3 separate regions of the Danio rerio genome follow, and all the other regions are linked to region 2. A link is a contact called in public Hi-C and HiChIP or PLAC-seq data. All regions are on one chromosome and are shown on one strand. Each heading gives the region's core, a stretch centred on a gene start, on an enhancer-like site or on the middle of the called end of the contact. The rest is flanking DNA. Distances are from core to core; before and after follow the strand shown.

The links. A called contact is a pair of places that touch in the nucleus more often than the background predicts. HiChIP or PLAC-seq counts read pairs in DNA pulled down with a chosen protein or histone mark.
Region 1: a Hi-C map of fibroblasts shows a contact between it and region 2, with 5 times the contacts expected there. The contact joins the promoter of irx3a here to the promoter of irx6a in region 2. A contact is called at or near these places in 7 of 18 Hi-C or Micro-C datasets (caudal fin, embryo, fibroblasts and 1 more) and 2 of 4 datasets of contacts at active chromatin or transcription factors (caudal fin and embryo).
Region 3: a contact with region 2 is called in an H3K4me3 HiChIP or PLAC-seq map of embryo, with 13 times the contacts expected there. The contact joins the promoter of fto here to the promoter of irx6a in region 2. A contact is called at or near these places in 1 of 18 Hi-C or Micro-C datasets (caudal fin) and 1 of 4 datasets of contacts at active chromatin or transcription factors (embryo).

What each region holds. Positions count from the first base shown.
Region 1 is chr7:36,149,086-36,153,212 of GRCz12tu, forward strand. irx3a (iroquois homeobox 3a) reads left to right here and starts at 1,440. Exons shown (of 4, transcript NM_001320125.1): 1 at 1,440-1,864; 2 at 2,518-3,547; 3 at 4,038-4,104. The coding sequence starts at 1,652. The region is part of intron 7 of LOC141375396 (a long non-coding RNA gene); the gene reads left to right.
Region 2 is chr7:35,625,115-35,629,545 of GRCz12tu, forward strand. It overlaps irx6a (iroquois homeobox 6a), which reads right to left and starts at 1,750. Exons shown (of 7, transcript NM_001023575.2): 1 at 1,423-1,750; 2 at 390-653. The coding sequence starts at 1,488. It overlaps LOC110439935 (a long non-coding RNA gene), which reads left to right and starts at 391. Exons shown (of 2, transcript XR_002459227.2): 1 at 391-737; 2 at 2,349-4,092.
Region 3 is chr7:36,449,040-36,453,317 of GRCz12tu, forward strand. It overlaps fto (FTO alpha-ketoglutarate dependent dioxygenase), which reads right to left and starts at 1,305. Exons shown (of 10, transcript XM_001345874.9): 1 at 1,236-1,305. The coding sequence starts at 1,277.

The sequences.
Region 1 (4,127 bases), core at 190-2,689, 520 kb after region 2:
ATTACCATGCGCTCTGAATGGCATCAGACTGCTGTTCTAATTAATAACCCCCGTATTCCTGCATTGTTAGACGTCAAAACAGCAGGCACGTGGTAAAGAGAACATGGAAATCTGGGAGTCCCTAAATAAGCGAAGAGCCAATACAAATGCCATTCCAGATATTATGGGATGCCTTAACAATATCTCTTTAAAAGCAGATGGTAGATTTAAGAGGAACATTAAGTTCTTGGAAACCACTTCAGTAAATCCAAACCGAAGTTGATTTGCCCTAATCTTTCATTACTGAATTGAGATTTAGTCATCCTATATTCAAATAAATGAAACTCGTTAAAGCACTAATCGGTGCCGTTGTTTGGAAGACGATTAGCAGACATATGATGACACTAGACTAGAGGCATAATACGATTATGGATGTTTCCTGCATATTTTCATATATTGATTCAAGGAATTTCAATCGTGATCATCGTCCTTGTTTTAATCCGTATTATTTACAGAAGGGTGCGGATTATATCAGATCTTTTCAGTGGATATCTGTCGATCTGTAGAGTAATCCGGTAGGTTAATCGCTTAAAATATGTTTTTTAAGAACAGAAGATTTTACACATGAATGCAATTGAAACATTTGCGATTATAATTTAATACATCAAAAACGCCCAGAAGACTGACAGTTTAACTGTATTACTTACATGACATAATAATAGTAATAGTAATAATAATAGTAATAATAATAATAATAAGAGTAGTAATAATATTAAGTTAAAATGTAAATGCACCACACTAAATTGTAATTTAGTGAATATGTACATAAAAAATAAATGTGCTGCTCTTCAAGCTTTTCGTTTGTTGTCAACTTACTCAGAAGGCGAACGGTAAAATGCCAATGTTTTGATGGTTCACACACTAAAGGCGTCAGAGGACCTCGACTGGCTTGTTCCGTGTAAGATGAACTAAAAACGCTCTTCGTACAGTACAAGGTTTTCCTTCAGTATTTTGTCAGCGCAAACAAAATTCTGTCTGAACTCTCCGATTTACACTTTGAAGTTTTTCGTTTCACATGCATGAAGAAGACGCGACTAAATGAAAAACACTAGATCTCACTAGATCTTAATGACTCAAGAATAAAATATTTACCATTTTGTGGATCAACATTTTTGAGAAGTAACAAAAAAATGGGAAAGGGCTGAAGCCGCGAACAAATAACAAATGAAATGATTGGCGAGCCATAAAATGAGATTTGAAACTCATTCAAATAAGAGATGGCGACGTCAGAGGACTTATCCAGACGGAGAGCAGGAGCGGAGAGAGAGAGAGGGGGAGAGAAAGAGGGAGGGAGGGAGAGAGAGAGAAAGAGAGAGGCTGTGTAAGTGGGGGTGAGACTTGAGAAATAGGAGGAGCTTCTGAACGACTAAAAATGTCAATCACAAAAAGGAGTTCCAATAATCTAAAGCAATCTGTAAGGACCTGACCTTAGTCCATTCAGATCAATAGGGAAGTAAGGGAGGAAAGCGCAATCGGATCGTTTACACTGGCTCTTTCGGAGGAAATATAGACTTCCCTGACACTTTGTACTCACTGTAAAGTGGATATCGTGGTGCGCACCAAGAGGGCGATTCGCCGCTTTTTGTGACTCCAGTAGACTTTCTCCACAACAATGTCTTTCCCACAGCTGGGATATCAGTACATCCGACCCATATACTCGCAGGACAGGCAGGGGATAGGCAGTGCCCGAGCCGGGACAGACCTGAGCCCGTCCGGGGCGCTCTCTAATGTTCTCTCTACTATGTACGGATCACCTTTCGCAGCCGCACAAAGCTATGGAGCTTTTCTTCCTTATTCAAATGATCTGTCCATTTTCAACCAACTGGTGAGTAATCATTTTATTTTCGTGTAATTTTTTAATCTTACTATAATTGCACAAATAAAATTAACTGTTTAAAACATGTTTAACATATATGCCACGGCTTAATACCTAACAAAATCCTTCAATTCGTGTTTCTGTACTAGTCGTTACCGACTGCTTGTTTTGCTAAATGATTGTGAACTTTGCTTTTTTTATGTTTTGTAAAGACAAAAAAGTTTTAAAAAGTTATAAATAATAGCTGTTCAAAACAAAAATAAGCGAAAAGCGTGTTATTGTGATGTTAATGAATTGCAATCAATTAAAATAGCTATACTATTTTATTAGTCTACTTCTTTAGATGTGCATATTAAAATATCATGTGTGTGGTGTGTGTGTGTGTATATACGTGCATTTAATTGTTGATATTTTAATATAGGATATATGCAATATCTTGTCAGTGTGAAATAATTTATATAAATGCATTGACAAGTTATTAAATAATTTAATACAGTTCATAAGCCCAATGTTTTTTATCTATTTTTTTTTCTTTTTAATTGCTCTCATAGAATCAAAATCATTTACAGAATTAACATATTCTTAAACAATACATCCAGGTCAGGCCAATTATAGTGATAGGGAATTGCACTAATGTTGAATCAATGTTCTGTGTTTTTAAGGGAGCACAGTACGAGTTAAAGGACAGCCCGGGCGTCCAGCATCCTGGATTTGCTCATCATCATCCTGCTTTTTATCCATATGGTCAGTACCAGTTCGGAGACCCTTCCAGACCCAAAAATGCCACCAGAGAGAGCACCAGCACGCTTAAGGCCTGGCTAAGCGAGCACCGGAAAAACCCATATCCTACCAAAGGCGAGAAGATCATGCTGGCCATCATCACTAAAATGACCCTCACTCAAGTGTCCACCTGGTTCGCTAATGCCAGGAGGAGGCTAAAGAAGGAGAACAAGATGACCTGGACCCCACGGAGTCGCACGGACGAGGAAGGAAATGTTTACAACAGCGATCACGAGGGGGATGACGGAGACAAACGCGAGGACGAGGAGGAAATCGATTTGGAGAATATCGACACGGAGAATATTGAGAATAAGGACGATTTAGACGAGCAGGACGAACTGCATTCTGATTTGAAACTGGATGGCAGGAGTGACTCAGAAATTTCAGACGGCTATGAGGATTTACAAGGGCCGGAGCAAAGATTGTTCAAAGCGATGGTGAAAGACGGTAAAGAAATTCACGGCGACCGCGCAGAGCACTTTCACCATCACAGTCATCACCATCACCTCCACCACAACAGCTTAGAACAGGCCAACGGCGAACCGGTCAAAATCAACCAGGCCATTATCAACTCTCCGCCCTCAGAAAACAACCCACCTCCGGCTCCAAAACCTAAGATCTGGTCTTTGGCAGAGACCGCCACAACTCCAGACAATCCACGAAAATCTCCTCTGATGAACGGGACTTCCGCTGCGTCGGCCACTCAGACCATCATCACTCCACATAGACTCCTTTCGTGTCCCGTTGGGAAAATCCAGAGCTGGACAAATCGGGGTTTCACCGCACACCAGCTCGCCTTGCTGAACTCTAACCACTACTTAGGACTCAGTAACCAGGCTTCGGCGAATGGCCTTGCCCTGTACAGCAGACAAGCAGAGGACAGGAGTCAAAACTCCGAGTCCACAGTCACAGGTACATGTCACCCACACTGAGAAGCGCAGAGATGTGCAATTATTGCTTTTTATTAATATCATTAAGACTGTACTGACAGACTGGAGACGCACCATTCTTATTCCTCCCTGTATTCATTTTCATTTGATCACTACTGTGAAACCTTCAAGTGAAAAAAAAAAATATATATATATATATACTTGAAATGCAAATGTCTAGTGGAGAGTACTTATCTGATATATACCGATATATTGGTTTTCCTTCTTTTTTTCTTTTCGAATACTCAAATGTCTGTTCATTTGAATGTGTGGGAACAGGTTTTTAGTTGCCTTTTTAAAAGGTGTGTAAAAGAGTGTGCGAATTTGGATATTTTTAGGCCGCAAACTTTTCTCGGCCACTGGTTGTAATATATTTTTAAAAAGACTCTGCTTTTTAAAATAGTAAGAATTTTATTAATAAATTGGCATTTACATTGATTTGTTTCTTGTTGTTACTGATTTTATTATTTCAGAAAGATCTAGTGCCTTGGAAGCAGAAAAAAAGTTGTTAAAAACAGCCTTCCATCCTGTTCAAAGACGGTAAGAGCGGAGATCTAACATTA
Region 2 (4,431 bases), core at 500-2,999:
AAACAACAAAAAAAACATAGACTTTAGCATCTGATATTTCAGTTATATGTTACTGAGACAGTGCTTGCTGATAAACATTTATTATTCACAGTGTTAACAGTTTTATCTCTTTACTCCATAAACCTATTTTTTTCAATATTTTTATGATAAATCGCACATTTCTGTCTATTTATTGTCCATTAAACCAAGTAGGCCCTGTTTATAGCAAGCAGGCGTCATGCAATGTTGCTTCATTCTGTTCATTTCTTCTGATTATTCAGTTATTTCACCAGAGTGCTAGACAGCTTGATCCTCTTACCAAGCCAAAATAATCAATAACAAGCCGTGACATGAATGAGACAATCGATTGAACGGAGGACCCGCTTTATCTGGTGAAGTGCTGCACGTACCAGGCTGGAGTAGATGGCGGAGGGGTCGGCGCTATACGGAAAGTAGTTGGCGTAGTTCTGCCCGGCTGCGGCCGCTGCTGCTGCGTAAGGGGAGCCGTACATCCCGAGCGCGGCGTTGAGCTCCGTCCGTGTACTCGCCAGCAGCCGGTTCTCATAGGAGGGACAGCAGAAGGAGGCTGCGGTCTGCGATGCGCTCGATCCTTCTGTCACCGACCTGGATATCGAATCGCAGCAAGTCGTACTGGGGGTTGCCGACACGAAAAACTGCATGAAGAAAATTGTGGATAAACATGACTTTTTTATTTGCGTTTCAAAGCAGGCGTTTCCGTAGTTTGAAAAAGAATTAAGGTAAGATGGAGCTGCTCTGTGGTAAAGCAGCTCTTTTTCTTTGGAGACCGATTGCAATTATTTTCATTCATTCGTTTTATTCATAAAGATAATCCTATAGTTTAACTGAATTGAGACTTTGTGTAAATGACTTAAAAATAAAAAGGCAAAGGGTTTGTCTTACTTAATTTTTCAAAAAGTGATTTTGTCAAAGCTGAAAGTAAACTTTCTAAGTTTTGCCTCAGGACAGGAGAAGTTAAGTGAGCGCGGCTTATTTTGACAATTAAACAATCTGTCGACTTTAAATAAAACTTGAGTTTGACTTAAGTCATGTTGTCGAAATTATCTATGTTATCAGTAAATCTGTAATTAGTTTATACACAGAGACGGCAAAGGCTACCGGCAAAGGGAGGAGTCTCGCTCTCACTAAACAATTACACCGTAAAGGTAATTTACACGTTTACAACAACACGTGAGGTCATTTATAATTCAAATAACCCATTACTATAAATATTGACAAACCCACGATAACGTCTAACTTTAGTTTAGGACTTACTTAGTGACAGAACAATCTGCTGCTACCTAGTGTTAGTTCCTGAGATCCAGGGAGTATGACAGAATGTGGAAAAAGAAAACAAAACGCACACAACGATGTACACGCTTAATAGCCATCTACATTAAAAAAATATATAATTTGCATGCTTACCTGAGAAGTTGCATTGTAAGGATATCCAAACTGAGAGAAGGACATAGCTGCTTCTTTTGTTACCATAAGCAATATTCTTCTCCTGCTGATCGATTGAAACCAAATCTACTTCAAATCCACCGTCTTACACACATTTCCACACTCGGCCTTTCGCTCAATAATAGATGACTGCACTTAACTGGGAAGCACTGAGGATGTTTACGCCAGCCCTAGTTTTATATGTATAGATAATCCCCTTAAGGAAATGAGAAATTAGAGTTAAGCTTCATCAAGTACAAAAATATTGTTGTTAAACAGCTGTAGAAAGCTTAAAGGATAACGTAAGACTTGCAAGATATGAACTTGTGGTTGTGCTATTATTTGTGCCTCTATAGTTCTTTAGAATTCATCCATGCACGGGTATCAGTGTGACGTCATTCTAATCCCGGGACGGCGAGGATAGAATGATGTGTTTGCCAATCACGTCATGCTTCGCGCTTTTCTTGAGGTGTGTTTTGCACACCCCTGTCCCCTGTTTTCCCCCTTTCTGTTCTTTTCTAACATTAGTGTATTATTAGACTTAGAGCCCTTAAAAGTATTTCAAACAGCCACTGAATAAATATAAAAAATAATTTTGAAAAAAAAATTATGTAATTCATATATATCACTTTCACAATAATACAAAAATAAATCAGCTTTTTTTAAAACAATATTTTGCATATTAATATAAAAACAGCATTTAATGCCAGATATTGTTTTATTATCCGTGACTATGCCATGTGTCAATATTTAGGTTTATCATGTAAATTATTTTAAGGTTAAGATAATATATTACCGTTTTAGACCGAATTATACTTTTTAAATTAATCTATTTTCTTTAAATATATATGATCTAATAATATTAGTAGCCTATATGTTCCCGATTTTCTTATTATTATACATTTCAGACACTGTCCCGCTGATGCGCAAATGAACTGAAGAGGAATCTACAGGACCCTTGCTCGCATCTGTCTGGCCGATCAGAGGTCCGACCTGATGTTAATTGCGATGATGTTTCCATCTCTCTCTATTAGAGAGAGGGCCAGTCCCGGCAGACGTGAAGAGAACCTCTGGCAGGTCAACAGAAAACTGATTGATGCGTATCTCGGGACCTACGCGACCATTACGAGAAATGCGTAATTGCATCAATTAACAAATGGATATGGCCTTGTTTAACCAGCGAGTTACACCGTGAAAATATGCCTTTGAGGTGAAATTAGACGATCAGAATGGAACTGAGAGAGAGAGAGAGAGAGAGAGAGAGAGAGAGAGAGAGAGAGAGAGAGAGAGAAATTAGCTGAATCTCTCAAGTCTAATTATACGGTAGTGGGAGGCGACGGGAACAGCATTCTAATTGAAGGATGCGTACTTGAAAGGGATGGTAGAAATATCGCTCCCTCACGCGGAATAAGTCTGGATAAAGGGTAACACATGCAGTTTTATTAAATGTTTTAGACAATATAATTAGAAGACCCCATTTACTCTCCCTCTCTCTCTTTCTCTCCCTTGGTTTCTATTGTTTTTTTTTTATTTTAAGCTAATGACATTGCATCATTGTATAGACACCACCTACCCAAGACAAACATGTTTTAATACTATAGATTTAGTTTATACCATTATTTTATTGCCGTTAGAGCCTAAGAAAGTTTTGCTTGTTGATCTGAAATGTCTAGGACACGTGGTCCTACAGTCAAGACACACTTATCTAAAGTACTCATCTAAAGGTTTAACTTCATTGTGAAGTATTGTTATATAATTAAGTCTATATGTGACTTAAAAGAGCTGAATGGCTGTCCTCGCGCATCATCATCGTTCACGAGCAGCAGAGCAGCAGTGCTTGCGCGGTCGCTTCCAAACGCGTGGAAATCCGTGACCATTTGATCGTTTTCACTGATAATATGAGAGGCATAGTTCAGTGACCCTGCTTTGAAAGGACGAGAGTCCTGTCCCAGATGATCTCTTTGCTATTACAGGCTCACTCTTCGAGAGGCGCCAGAGAGCTGCGAGTAAGTGAACGGCGCCGATGGAGCAGGTAAACCGTAATGACGAGAGTGTTCAGGCCCATCAAGAGTCGCGTTCAGTTCAGGTCACCGCCGTCCCTGTATGTTCTGTGGCGAGTGTGTTACAAAGAAAACAGGGAAAATACAGATGTTTTGCTTATGAGCTATTTTATTTATCTGAAGGAAGTCAATTAAACTGGCTATTTGCCCCAAAATAAAACTTTAGTCATTTACTTATAATCATGTCGTTCCAAACCGTTTGACTGTATTTTTGTATCGCGAACAGCTAAAGACTGTTTTGAAAAACTTTTGTCAAAATATATCCCACAGAAGATTTGCTTTAAAAAAAATGAATATTTTGTGTAATTTTTTCCTGTGAGTTATCCCATGCCATTAATTTGCATTTAAGCTACTCTTTGTTCCTGCCATATATTGTCTTACTTCATAAACTCTACAATGAAAAAATAGAAGGATAACACAATGCAATTTTATAGACTATAACACATTTTGACAAAGTGTTGACTAAACAAATTGACCCTATTAAATTGTGACAGTCAGTCTGTCTGTCTATTCGTCCGTTCTTCCGTTTGTCTGTCTGTCTTGACTAGATATTTGAATCTAAAACTCAAATCTAATAAATCTATTAAATCCACTAAGTTGCTTTTCAAGTAAGCTTATAATTATTTTTCCATTATTGCACATTCAAAACCTTAAATATGTAAGTTAGACCCCAAGTGTCAATCAAGGTGGAAAATATTGAGGATTTTCACAATTCAATAATCCGCGCTTATTTATATATAGATCACTTATTGTAGTGACTTTCCAACAAATCTCTCATGTTACAAGCACAATCAGAGATAGAAGAATCAAAAGGAAGGTCAGACTCTCCTATGTGATAGTTTACTGTAGTTTCTCGAAAGCCTTTTGCAAGGGCACACATGATAGCCCAAGTGCATACGGGCAGCCTCATCCATAATGCATGTGGAGCAGC
Region 3 (4,278 bases), core at 55-2,554, 820 kb after region 2:
GCAAGCAGTACGCTCTCTTGAAATGCAAAACCAACACACTATTATGTGTATTTTGATTTTCAAACAAAAGCATTTTGACTGTAGAGAACATCCGAAATTTACGAATCAACTTCTCAGGAACAGGTATAAATCTTTAAATATGACAGCATGTTAAACCACACACTTCCTCATGGGAATGATTTGTGTAACAGTTGTACAGGACTTTACCCAATAAATAAAAAATTACCCGAAACTGACATAAAATGTAGCAAAAGGTAGTTAACTTTAAAACTTTTACTAATACTAAAAACTTTAAAACTTTTACTAATAAAGAACTCACTTTCGATGTATATTCTGCCCTGCCTGGTTAATTTCTTACCTACTGAGTCTACTTATAATAGGGCTATTTAAAAGCCTGCTTGATTCTGGCTATTGCATCAACATCAATATCGAGGCTTGATAGAATTGATTCTCATGAATGCACAAACTGACTAAATGTATACCTTGAATGGAATGCAACAAGCTGTGTGCTCTTTGTCTAAGGTAGTTATTTGTAAGACCTGCACCATGTAATCAGCCTCTCATTGTTTATGTTGGTATAAAACCAAATAAATGACTGCCTAAACGTTCAGGGTCAAAAAGCTTCAAACCATAATGCTTAACAAAAATGACACACTGAAAAGCAACAAGTTCAGATAAACACAGCTGCACAACAACATCAATCTGTATATGCTAAATTATAAACACAACCGTTTCATTTCCAGCCCAAGCTCATATGTGAATCATGTGTTTAGTCAGAAAACAGGTGTAAACCCAACACATGCGCTTCATTCTGAAATAAACTAGAAACAATGGGTTCAGCAGAGACACCTTCAGAGAGTGACAGACACCTGGACTAGTCTCACATCTCCTCTCGACTTCATTCATTACCACCATCACTGAACACACTGTAACGCCGCCACACAGCCCGTTCAAGCAAAGTCAGAGTGTGGCAGTCATGAGAAAACACTCCCCCTGCGCGGTGCCTTAACACACACTCGCGTGCCGGACGGCTGTGTGCTCAAAGAGGCAAAACTCCTCCGATAAAAGAATGGAAACATTACAGGAGCAAACAGCAGCATCACATGCGCACTTCAAATGAACACACAGCACCAACCAGCGCATGCAATACCGCCGCGGACGCACTGAACGGTGGCTTATAAACTCCACAACTACATGTGCTGCTTGGCGAACTGAGAGAAAACTACAAGCGATACCTTTCTCCTCTTTTCCCTCTCACTGTCATCCGATCTTTTCATGTTCCTGAAGTACTGTTTACGCTGCCTCGGTTTCATAGCGCGCAGCGCTGGGTTATGTAGTCTTGAGAAGTGTGCCGTTTTCTTGTGAAATTATAGTGAGTAGATTTAAATATGAAATAAGCAATGTTTATAATGGTGTATGACACGTGCATGGCAATAAACGGCGTGTTGTTGTTTTATGTCAGCGTCTTGTTCTTTAGGTCCTTCCCAGTATTACGTTAAGAACTACGTTTCCCAGAATCCTTGCGCCAGGAAAGCCACGCTTGAAATTTGAGTCAAACCGGAAGTGGATATAGGTGCTTCTCACTTGTGGTAAAGTGGCGAGTTTGAAATAGTGTGCTCTTGCATTCTTGAAGTCATATTTTTAGCGAATTGAAGGAATTATGTACTAAATATACAGAAAGTGCATATTAATAGCTTATGGAGGTACCCTGCTGTGAGTAATAGAAATGCAGCACATGAAAAGTGCTCAGGTATTATTCTCTTGTCTTTTAGATATACAGTATATAAGCATTTCATGTTATGACATGTTAAAACTATATCATTGCTTTTGTTATTGAGACCAGGCTTTGAAAGTACATCAAGAGTAGGCTATACAAATAAATACATTAGGCCATTTTCACAGATATTTATATATTATGGTAAATATGTTTGTACATGTCAGTGTACTTAAACATTGTTTATATATATATATGTGTGTATATATATATATATATATATATATATATATATATATATATATATATATATTATATAAACACAATTTTTTTTGATAAACACTTAAAATATCTTGGCACAGTAAACATCTCAAACTAAATAATTAAAATAAATCACTGACCTCTGCTGTCTTCGTTACTTTTAAAAACACTTTGGAGATCTTTCTTTTCTTTGTGTATAAAGGCACTGCACTGCTCAGCTCTTAGCATGCTTGGATGTTGGCTTATAAGCGATTTGTTTTTCAGATGTTGAATCGTGGGCTGACCGATAGCTTTTGATGTGGAGATAATGTAACCAGAGCCGGATTAACCAATGGGCATTATGGGCACAGGCTCAGGTACCCGTGCGCACTAGAGGCCCCTGCGAGGGGGAAAAAATTGTCAATTTTGGAGTGTCTGTTTAGGCTAAATGCAATTAGCGCAGCTTGTTGGAGTAAGCTAGTCAAGCAATTCACGCCCATCACCGTTTGATTGACAGAGACAACATAACCACAGACAGCAGCGTGAGTGGCGTCGCTCGTAAAGCGCATGGCAACATGTTTTGACGTGATCGATTATGAACCCGGTTTCGAATCCAGCGTCTTATGAACAAGTTCTTCTTTTTTCCCCCACTACATATCAGATTTTGCCTACTCATTAGGAATCATTAGGAAGACAAGTGGGAATCCTTAAAATATACATTTATTACTGCTTCGGTGAACTTGAACAAGTAAATTAAAATCCATTAATTTTTACTAGTTGTATTAGTATTTTTTTTTATCAAAGTATGCTTTAAATGCTTTAAAAAATAAATTATATCTTTGTGGACATGAAATATATGTACAGCATATCATTTATTTAAAAAATGCGGGCAATACATTATAGATTAATTTTATTTTTAAAAAATTATATTAATCTTATTTTTTAATTCAACTATGATGGTATAAGTGTGCGGCTAGGTAGGGGGCCTTCAAGACATTGTGCCCAGGGGCCTATTATATTATATAAATTCTCTGAATTCTTAATCCAGGCCTGTCTGTAACCCTAAAAAATGTAATGAAATAGTCATAAAAGCTTAAATAAACTGTAGGTACAGTATAACAGAAAATTTTGGCGGTGTGACAGTGGTAAACCTTGAAACTGGTTATCAAGCCATTTAGTGTGTGTATGTGTGTTCAGTAATGTTCAAGAAGAACTCTAAACATTATTGGGACTAGGTTTTGTAAAATTTTGACACTTGATATAAAAAAAGATAATTTAATTTGAACATATGAATCAGATTTCGCCAAAATATATATTTTATATTAAAGGCCCAATTAAAACACACCGTCCTCCTACAATCAGATATAATTATGATTGTCTTGAAGCCAATGTGACCCAGTGATTGCACGTGGGTGCAGTTTGTTTTGACAATGGGCTAATTAACATCAGAGTGTAAATTAATAAGATAAGATTACACCGTAATTAGGTGAAATAATATAGCTGAGTTGAAACAGAGCAGCTTAGCCACTGTTTCTACTCTCCTGAGGTTTAGCCTTGCCTTCAGTGAATGGAAATCAGAAACAGAGCTTTGCAGCTCCTACAAAAATAGTCACCGTGCTTTGAGCATATTCCAAAAAGTCAGCCTTGCCAGGTCTCCTACAACCTCCTCTCCAGCTTTTGCCCAGGTGCTGTACAGCTGAAGACAGAAGGGCCCCAAAGCAGGATATTCTATTTTCCAAAAACACCACTTTGAGCTGTAATAGAATATGTAGCAGCATTTGTGTATGACATGGACATAACCCCCTCTGAGCGTCTGAGGTCAACAGATATCTCGTAATGCATGTGAAGCGGTGTTGAAAAGCGCTCCGCTGGTTCCCAGTTTCAGCCGAGGACAAAAGGACCGGCTCTGTGAAAGATATACAGGCACGAGCCCCGCGGAGGGCCAGGGGGGTATTAAAAGGTTTCGAAACACCTGCTATGTATTAGCATTACAGACTTTGATCAGTGTCTTCATTAGACTTCTTTGTAATCTCTCTTCTTTTATGATAGGGCCGACCGAGGCGAGCCTGGTACGCAGATTGAACACATGTGTTTTCTTCACCTGTCTTGTAAAAAGCTCAAAGCGCTCATACTTTCAAAGATTTCAGTATCTCTGTCATCTTGTTGCAATAAACACGAGGGCTCTTTTGATTCCTATTTATAACCTACATTTCCGCCCTTCTCTTTTAGCTTCGGAGGGAAATATGTGTTTGAAAAATACCTTGAGCAAAAGTGGCTCCATATGGATATAAGAGTATAAGCACATGTGTCTACGGGGGATTCTT